Linked DNA regions of Mus musculus: all the other regions are linked to region 3. Evidence: chromatin contacts called from public HiChIP or PLAC-seq and Micro-C data. All regions are on one chromosome and are shown on one strand. The core of a region is the stretch at or near the end of the contact, and the rest is flanking DNA. Distances in the headings are between cores, read along the strand shown.

What was found. A called contact is a pair of places that touch in the nucleus more often than the background predicts. HiChIP or PLAC-seq counts read pairs in DNA pulled down with a chosen protein or histone mark.
Region 1: a contact with region 3 is called in an H3K4me3 HiChIP or PLAC-seq map of embryonic stem cells, with 15 read pairs. The contact joins the promoter of Uqcr10 here to the promoter of Lif in region 3. A contact is called at or near these places in 12 of 39 promoter capture datasets (the 3T3-L1 cell line, the HPC-7 cell line, the SN4741 cell line and 7 more), 1 of 15 datasets of contacts at CTCF or cohesin (large pre-B cells), 28 of 484 Hi-C or Micro-C datasets (the AML12 cell line, CD4 T cells, the G1E-ER4 cell line and 21 more), 32 of 115 datasets of contacts at active chromatin or transcription factors (the 230-238 cell line, the SCID.adh cell line, astrocytes and 19 more) and 3 of 9 other capture datasets (adipose tissue, embryonic stem cells and macrophages).
Region 2: a Micro-C map of embryonic stem cells shows a contact between it and region 3, with 2.2 times the contacts expected there. The contact joins the promoter of Cabp7 here to the promoter of Lif in region 3. A contact is called at or near these places in 1 of 39 promoter capture datasets (pre-B cells), 3 of 15 datasets of contacts at CTCF or cohesin (embryonic stem cells, large pre-B cells and pro-B cells), 11 of 484 Hi-C or Micro-C datasets (the AML12 cell line, LSK cells, bone marrow-derived macrophages and 5 more), 13 of 115 datasets of contacts at active chromatin or transcription factors (embryonic forebrain, embryonic stem cells, epiblast stem cells and 5 more) and 2 of 9 other capture datasets (embryonic stem cells and liver).

The regions. Positions count from the first base shown.
Region 1 is chr11:4,703,077-4,705,809 of GRCm38.p6, forward strand. Uqcr10 (ubiquinol-cytochrome c reductase, complex III subunit X) reads right to left here and starts at 1,268. Exons shown (of 2, transcript NM_197979.3): 1 at 1,081-1,268. The coding sequence starts at 1,230. Zmat5 (zinc finger, matrin type 5) reads left to right here and starts at 1,580. Exons shown (of 6, transcript NM_026015.3): 1 at 1,580-1,645.
Region 2 is chr11:4,745,744-4,748,475 of GRCm38.p6, forward strand. It overlaps Cabp7 (calcium binding protein 7), which reads right to left and starts at 1,436. Exons shown (of 5, transcript NM_138948.4): 1 at 876-1,436. The coding sequence starts at 984. Gm35102 (a long non-coding RNA gene) reads left to right here and starts at 83. Exons shown (of 4, transcript XR_003949631.1): 1 at 83-835; 2 at 1,575-1,742; 3 at 2,029-2,081; 4 at 2,186-2,732.
Region 3 is chr11:4,256,198-4,258,897 of GRCm38.p6, forward strand. Lif (leukemia inhibitory factor) reads left to right here and starts at 1,371. Exons shown (of 4, transcript NM_008501.2): 1 at 1,371-1,491.

The sequences.
Region 1 (2,733 bases), core at 18-2,517, 450 kb after region 3:
CCTGTCTGGGCAGCAGGTCAGAGAGCCCTGAGGGGGCTGGAGAGACGACTCAGTGGCTAAGGGTACTCTGGTTGCTCTTCCAGAGGACCTGCGTCCAGTTCCTAGCACAGATGATGTACATGCAGACACAACATAAGCAAATAAAATTAAAACAACAAAATTTAAAAACAAACCAAAAGAGGTAAGAAAGGAAGGAAGGCAAGAAGGAAGGCCACTCAGTGAAGGAGCTGGTCGGTGGTGGCTCAGGCCTACAATCCCAACACTCAGGTGGCAGAGGCAGGAGGGTGAGTCTAAGGCCAAGCCTTGTCTACCATCTAGCTCCGGGACAGCAATAGCTACACAGAGAAACCCTGTCTCGAGAAAAAGAAACCAGTCGATGAACATGCTGGCCATCAGTAACATACCTTCCCCAATACTCTCACAACCTTTGACATAAAACATGCACAGAGTGTGGGACAGTTAAGTCAAAGAGGGCTCGCCATTTCCTACTTTATATTCATCCCCACATTTTCCCAGGATGCTATCTTTCAGTGGTATCATTAAGTATGAACGGTAGCACCTCATCTGTATCCCAGGATCTTTGATCCACTATGACCTTTATTCAATACCACGGTTAAGTGCTTTAAGTCCAGTATTGCCAGTTAGGGCTTGAGGTTTCATAGTCTTCACGTTTAATCCAAAGAGCCTACGTGGGCGGCCTTCGGAACTGAAACATCAATTTTAAAAGGTCAGCCACATGGTCTAAGGAGACCTACTTTTAACGACTGCCTTGCTGAAATCTGCCCTTGAAACTAGCAAGGACGGCAGGGGTCGGAGTTCCAACTCACCACCGACTTAATGGAGTGGTTCAGACCCGTAAGTCCTCTGATGTCTCAGGAGTCAGGAGTTAGCTTTCGCAAATGAATATGTGGAACTGTGTGACAGGACATACCAATTAGGCCTCGCACCATGTCAAGAGAAATAGATGTATTAACGGGCACAGTTCACCCCAGACCTGGTAAGACTTGATTGAGTTCCGTCCTACCTCCCTCCCAGTCACCCTTCAGGCGGGCCCAAGGTCAGGATGGCCCAGGCCCTCACCCCCTCGTTGATGTGCTCGTAGATCGCGTCTGCGCCCTGATCGAAGGCTCGCTCGAAGAACAGGGCGCCCACTGCGATGGTGAGGGCAAAGGTGGAAGTTCTGCGGAACAGCAAGGAGTACAGGCGCGAAGGGATCGTCGGCGACGACATGTTGCCTCACTGCCGAACTCGCGCCACTGCGCTTGCGTAGAACCCAATGTCTTGCTCCAAAAGTTTCAACGCGCCCTGCTTTATGGGAATTGTAGTTTCTCTGTATCTCAGAGTCGACATTTTGAACCATTAAAGAAACTGATAATGTGCACAGGGTAACAGTTTATTACAATGTTCATATTCCACACAACCAAAATTTGATAAGACTTATTTCTCAGTTTTTCTCCTCAACCATTTCCTGCGTTTGGCTATTTTGAACTACAAGTCCCGAAAGCCCCTTAGCTTACCCATCTTCCCCAGTGCTGTCTCGCCTTCGTATTCCGCCTTCTCGGTACCTTAGGAAGGACTACAAATCCCAGCGAGCAGAGCGCAACGCGAGGACTCAAGAGGAGGAGCCCGGAACCAGGTATCTTTGGTGAGACATCCGCGTCCAAGTTTTAGGCTCTTTTCCCAATCAGAAGAGTAGGCATTTCATTCTAAGTCCGCGCTATCCGCTTTTTCTGGCATGGGGAGTGAATACAGAGGCAGGGAACCTGAGTTTCTGTGGCTGCATCTCGACTCTCTGCCTAACGTCCTTTGAACCTACTCCAGATGTAGGTTTGGGGGTGGCAAAAGTCGGGTCCTGCAGTTCTAACTCTTAAGCCACGTCTCAGGGGGGAAAGTGGCTTTGCACTTGCTTCCTGTTCTCCAGAGCGTAGGCTTTAAAGCCAAGAACCCCGGCTTCGGAGATGGGTGACCTGGTTGTAAAAGGCACCGTACTTTTCTGAGTATCCCCTCGGGGTCTTGAGATGATCCCCAGTAAAAGAAAGGTTCCCAGCTCTCCTGGAGCGCTCTGGCCGTGGTGCGTGGGCGATGGGGAAGCCCAGCACTTCTGGAAACTAATACTTTGTAAAAGAGAAAACCCAAATGCTTGGACGGATTGCTTGCTCTTTAAACCTGAGTAGCCGCTTAATGGAGGACTGAATATATTGTAGCAGGGTAAACAGGATAATGTTTCTAGAGGCAACTGCACTGCTGGGGTGCTTGAGAAAGTGTAGAGTGGCCTCTAATGAGTAGGTGGCCTGAAGTCATCTCTAGTCTGGCCTTGAATCCCGTCCTGGGTAAGGAGTCATTCTTTTCCTAATTGCACTAGGGAGTCACTGAATGGGTTTAAGCTGGAATGCTTTGAGGTCTATTTACATTTTAATGTTATCGTTCTGACTTCTTGCTAGAGCAAAAACTGAAGAGAAGAAATTGCAGAGGTAGGTAATTTAGAGTAGAGAGGTTTAGAATAATGGTCAGATTTGAGATGCATTTTGGTAGGTAGGATAGACAGAGCAAGCTAGCAGAAGTGTGCAAGAAAGGTAGAATTAAGAGGTGGGCTCGGTTGTGGGTGCCTTTAGTCTCAGCACTCCAGATGCAGGTGGGTCTCAGAGTTCAAGACCAGCCTGGTTTACAAATTCCAGGACAACCAGGGCTACACAAAGAAACCCTGTCCTGAAAAACCAAACCAAACCAAGAAAC
Region 2 (2,732 bases), core at 186-2,685, 490 kb after region 3:
CTCAGAGTCTCCGACTCCACTCCATATGGGGCCTCAAGAGGCCTGGGGGGAGGGGAATCTTGAGCACACCCCCGCCCCCAATCTCAGCAGAGAAAAAGCTAGGAAGGCCCCAGGGGTCTCACTGCGCCCCAGGACACTCAATCCAGGAACCCCAGCCTCGGCCTGCTGCTCTGATCTTCAATAGCCAACTGCCTGCGTGCGGTCCCTATTCCCGAAAGGCACGGGGACTAGGGTCGGGGGGAGGTTTAGGTTCCGGCCTCTGCCTTTCCTTCCAGGCTTTTGCTATCGCGACCGAGCCTCCCAATCCGGCCACTTGTTGTCGCCAACGCCTCCCAGCTGCCTCGGCAGCGCACGGGTGGGGGGTCCCTCGCAGGGCCGCAGAAGGGGATGGGGGTAGCCCTGCACCCAGCAAGAGCGGGGCAGTCGCCCTCTCTCCCCTTCTCCCACTGCCGGAGCAGATTGGATTCTCAACGCGACACGAGCGGAATGTCAATAGGAGCGCAGAGCCACGGGCGGGCGCCGCGGAAGGGATCAGGATGCGGACGCTCCGGTGGCGGGCGCGGGGGGCAACAGCTCGGACTCTCCACTTCAGCCCCCGCCGCCTTGCCGCACCGTCACCGCCGGCCACGCGGCCCAGTGACCCCGCTGCGGGGCCCCGCAAGTTTCCGCAGCGCTGGGGGCCACGCGGGCAGGGGCCGGGCTGCTCCTGCGCCGCGGCGACCCCCACCGCGGCGCCCGGGGCCACCCGGCCGTCCCGCCTCCCGCGTAGCCGCTCATCCGAGTCGCGCAGCAGGGTCCCGGGCTCCCCGGGCCAGCGCGGCACCAGGGCGCACAGGTAGGAGGGCTCGTGGCAGGGGTCCCGGCAGGGCACTCACCCTCTAGCTCGTCCTCAGGGATATCCACCGGGCGCTGCTCCGACAGCAGGTTGGGCACGGTGTAGATGCCCCGGTACATCAACGCCGCCGTCACCGGGTGGAACGGCATCTTGGAGGCTCCGCGCCCGCCCGCCCGCCGCAAACTTTGAGGCCGGGGCTCATGGGCCGCCGGCGGCCCCGGGGGCGGCTGGAGCGGGCGGTGCGCGCGGTGCGGCGCGCAGTGGCGGCGGCGAGGCAATGGGCACCCGTCCGGGACCTAGCGCCCCTGCGCCCCGGGCTGTCGGGCCATGCCGCCGGCTCCTTCGTTGGGATCCCGGCCGGGGGCTCGCAGGGATGGCGGGGGCGGCGCCGCTCCGGCCTCTTGGCTCGGACCGCTGCGCGCTGCGCTCCCTCCGCGCGCTCCGCGTTGCTCGCCGCCCGCTCGTCCGCTCGCTGGTGCGGCTGCCCGACCCGCCGCTCCGGCTCCCGCCGCTGCCGCCACCGCCGCCGCCGCCACCGCCGCCGCCGCCACCGCCGCCGCCGCCGCCGCCTGCACTCCTCACTCGCTCGCTCGCTTGCTCTGTGCGGCGCTCGCCGCGCTCCCGCCTCCCCCGCCCGCCCCTCCCGCCCCCGCCCCTTCCCGCTGCCGGCCCCTGAGCGGCCACCCCAAGCCCTCCCGGGCGCCTTCTCTGGTTCTCCCCGACTCTGCTTTTCCCCCAGTCTGCTTCGGATTGCTGTCTCCCGCACCCCACGTTAGCAGCCAGCAGGACCCGGGTGGTGTGGACCAGGGGTGGAGCCGTTCCTTGTACCCCCTATCCCACCTGCCTCCACTAACCCTCCCCCAGCGAGAGCGGAGAGCTGAGAACTAACGACTAGAGACCCAGAAAGGTGAGGTTGCTCCAGGCGCGAGGGTCCTCAGGACCAGTAATCCTCAAGTTGGTGCCAGGAGAGGCTCCAAGGTGGGGAAACTGAGGCTTAGAAAAGGACATTGGCCAAGGTCACCAGGCAGGGCCAGCAGGCAGAGGCCAAGCACAGATCTGCAGGAGACTCCGCTGGCCTGTGGCTGACACCAGCAGTTGACTTGATCCCACAAAGGGCTGTTGTCCTGGCTCCTTCCTGAGCCCTTGCCTCTCAGTTTGCAGAGCAGGAGCCAAGGTCTGTCTCATGTCCCCAGGGGCCATGAGGAGGAGGCAGACGACCCAGAGCCTGTTGGTCACATGGCTGCAGGTTAGACCTTCCTCCGGTCCTTAGCATGTGTTCTATGGGGGTGGGGGTAGGTGTCTGGAGGGGGGGGCAGCATGTGCATGCGTTTCTCTTCATCTTTCGTTCAGGACACTGTGAAGATACGTTTTCAAACCCACTTGCAGATGAGAGTGTTTGAACTGTGCACGGCCACCTACATGTGAGCTGTGAGCTGGCAGCGAAGGGCAGAAGCCCGGAAGCAGGTGTGGGCAGGTGCGAAGGCCCTTGGGCTGGGAGTGCTATGCGTATCCGAGCACAGATGTGTGTGTCTCCGTGTACAATTATGGGATCTGGTGAGCCCCTGGCCTGGGTGGGCCTCAGCTGGCCTCAGTCTCATTCCTGGAACCCTCATCTGAACTATCTCCCTGCCCCCTTGGGTCCAATCAGCCAAAGGCCCCAGCAGGAAAGCTGATTGCCACAGCCTGGCCATGCCCTTCCCTGGCTGATTACATTTTTCTGCTTGTTTCTGCTTTTGTCGCTGATTAATCATAGCCCTGTCTTGGCGCCGGGAGAGAGGGGCTCAGTGAGAGACAACACCCCCAGCCACCCTGGGCCAAGGCAGGCCTGAACCTTTAGGACTTGTCTAGGGCTCTGGGTTTCTCATAGGCATGTGAAACCTGTAGAGAAGCCAGACAA
Region 3 (2,700 bases), core at 121-2,620:
GCCATCTGCTAACCGCTGTCCCAGGTTGTTGTTGTTGTTATTACTGTTTTCTGAGACAGAGTTTCTCCTCTGGCTGTCCTGGAACTCACTCTGTAGACCAGGCTGGCCTTGAACACAGAGATCCACCTACCTGCCTCTGCTTCCTGAGTGCTGGGATTAAAGGTGTGCGCCACCGCCCAGCCCCAGTTTTAAAATGACTTTATGTGTGCAGTGTTTCACCTGGTCCTGGTGTCCTGGGCCCTACAGAGGTTAAAGGGGAGTACTGTTCACCAAGACATTTCTGCACTCCACCCCTTCATCCCAACTTTAGCGTGATTATTTTTCTCTTCAGTGAGAGACGAAGACCTTACAGGTGAAAAGATTGTGACCTCTGCCCTTATCTTACTCATAGGCCAAGCCTCAGTTTTGCCTCTGCACTGTGTGTTGTTGGAGCCCACTTCCCTAAAACAGGGTTTCCTGGGAAAAGTGTAGGACTAATATTGCTCTAGGCAGGTTTGAAAACTGTCAACAGTCCCTCCTTCTCTCCCTCTCTTTATACTTTACTCTCCTCCCCCCTTTCCCTTCCCTCCCTCCCTCCCTTCCTCCCTTCCTCCCTCTCTCCTTCTCTCAGTCCCTTCCTTAATCCCTTCTTGATTGCTTTTTTTTCTTTTTTCTTTTCTGTATCTCTCCTCTCTTAGTCCCTGTCCCCAACCATCTTCTGGCCGTCCATGGCAAGCCTGCCCAGGCAGTCTACAGAACTCCTTGTAGCACCAAGAAAAAGGTCACAGTCCACAGAGAATCAAGAGGCCCTCAGCAGCACAGGCAACAAAGTTCCTTGCTTCCCGGAGTATTCCCAAGGGCAGGGCTTGTCCAGGGAGGGACGAAGGTCCCACAGCAGGTGGGGCCCTGAAGCCTGGGGCTGATTGCAGATCAGAAGGGCCAGGTAGCTCCCCGGGTTATGAGGTGGGGGCTGGGACAGGGGCAGCTATAGGCCTGTGGCTCTTGGGACAGAGACAGAGGATGGTAGCTGTGCACACAGCCTGTGGCAGGTCTGAGTCAAAACACCTAAGGTTGACCCCAGCTGGTCATGAGGAGAGCTGCCCAGTCATTGCCTTATGCTGGCTTGGGTCACCCAGACAGGCTAGGCGCGGCCCAGTCAGCTGTGACTCAGGCCATAGTGGCTTTGCCACGCAGCCCAGGGGCATCAAGTACAGGGACGCCCCCTCCCCACACCCAGCCCTGCTTCTCCTTCTAACAACACCTTTCCCACCACCGTGTCAGGCTCCATCTGTGGTGTGGGTGCTCTACCTCTCTGGTCCTCAGCTTGGGGGTGGGGTGGAAGTGGGGGGAGCCTCAGGCCACCAACTTCAGACGGAAGTCAGGTGGGGGGCAGGGTGAGGAGCCAACGCCAGAGGAGCCTCAGGAGGAGAGGGAAGCAGAGGGGCCCAACAACGATGGTGTCACCCTGAAGACTGGACAACTGTGCAGACTGTGGAGGGCTGCGAGACCACGGTAGGATTCCCTTGAGGGGGCAGGGCGGAGGGGCACTGCTGCACCCCACACTTATCCCCAGGAGGGTAGATGGTCCATCAGTTGCTCCCCTGTGGATCAGGGGCACCTGCTGGCCCACACAACCCTCCAGCATTCGCTCTCCCTGTCTGTAATGGATGCATTGTAAGTCAGGCTTGGAAGTCTCTCTTGGAGGATGGCCAAGCAAAGCTGGAGAGACCAGCTGTGGAAGTGTCCCGTGGGTTAAAGTTCACAGGATGGGTAAAGGGCAGTGGAGAGAGCACATGGATTCCAGGCTTGCATTGTGCCATCGTGGTAGGGTCAGCCTGATTCTAAAGGCAGTCATGATTTCTGCATCCCCAGGGGACTCAAATCCCTTTTCTTTTTCTAGAGTTCTGAGCTTGCAGAGGCCTCATTTACCCTCCGGTAGATGGAGCAGTGGAGGGCCGTCCCTGTCCATTCAAAATGGGCTGCAGCAGTCCACGGGGACCATCATGGGTGCTCTGGGGAACTTGATCAGCCAAGGTCATTACTCCTCTGCCTTTGACCTTGGGCCAGATCGGAGCTTGGCCGGTCTTCGTCCCCCCCGCATCCGAGCTCCAGGACAGTGACAAAGAGAGAAAAACAAAAACCAAGTCTGTGCAAGAGCCCCCTGCGTTGGGTGCTTGGCATCCAAAATTCCAAGAGGCTCTTACCTCTAATTTGTCAGTGTTCCTCCAAACCTGCTAGGGGGCTGACAAAAGGAGGGGACATTGTTCCCAGGATCCTGTCCATGTCATGCCATGCCGGGACAGGACAGTAAGGGGAGCCTGGGACTAGTCTGTACAACCAAGTGGTTTAGTTTGCTTTGATTCTTGCCTCTTGCTGTGTGAATTTGGGCAGTTCATTTTCCTTCTCTGGGTCACCGTGGCCCCCTGCGAAGTTGACAGTCTGATCCCCACCTGGAAGAACTGTCAGGACAAGGTGGGAGCAGGTAGCAGGACCAGGAAAAGGCCACTGCCCCCTCCCCCAGAGCCATGGCAAGGCTGTGCCCCATTGACCACTGAATGTGGTTCTGGCACCTCCTTGTGGCCAGTCTTTTGGGCTACACCTTGCAGATATTAGGACAAAGCTCTGGAAGCCCCCAAGAGGAGCCTTCTTCCCTTGTGTTGGTGAATGGCCTCTGCCCACCCCCATCCTGCACCCCAGACACCCACTCACTTCCTCAAATCC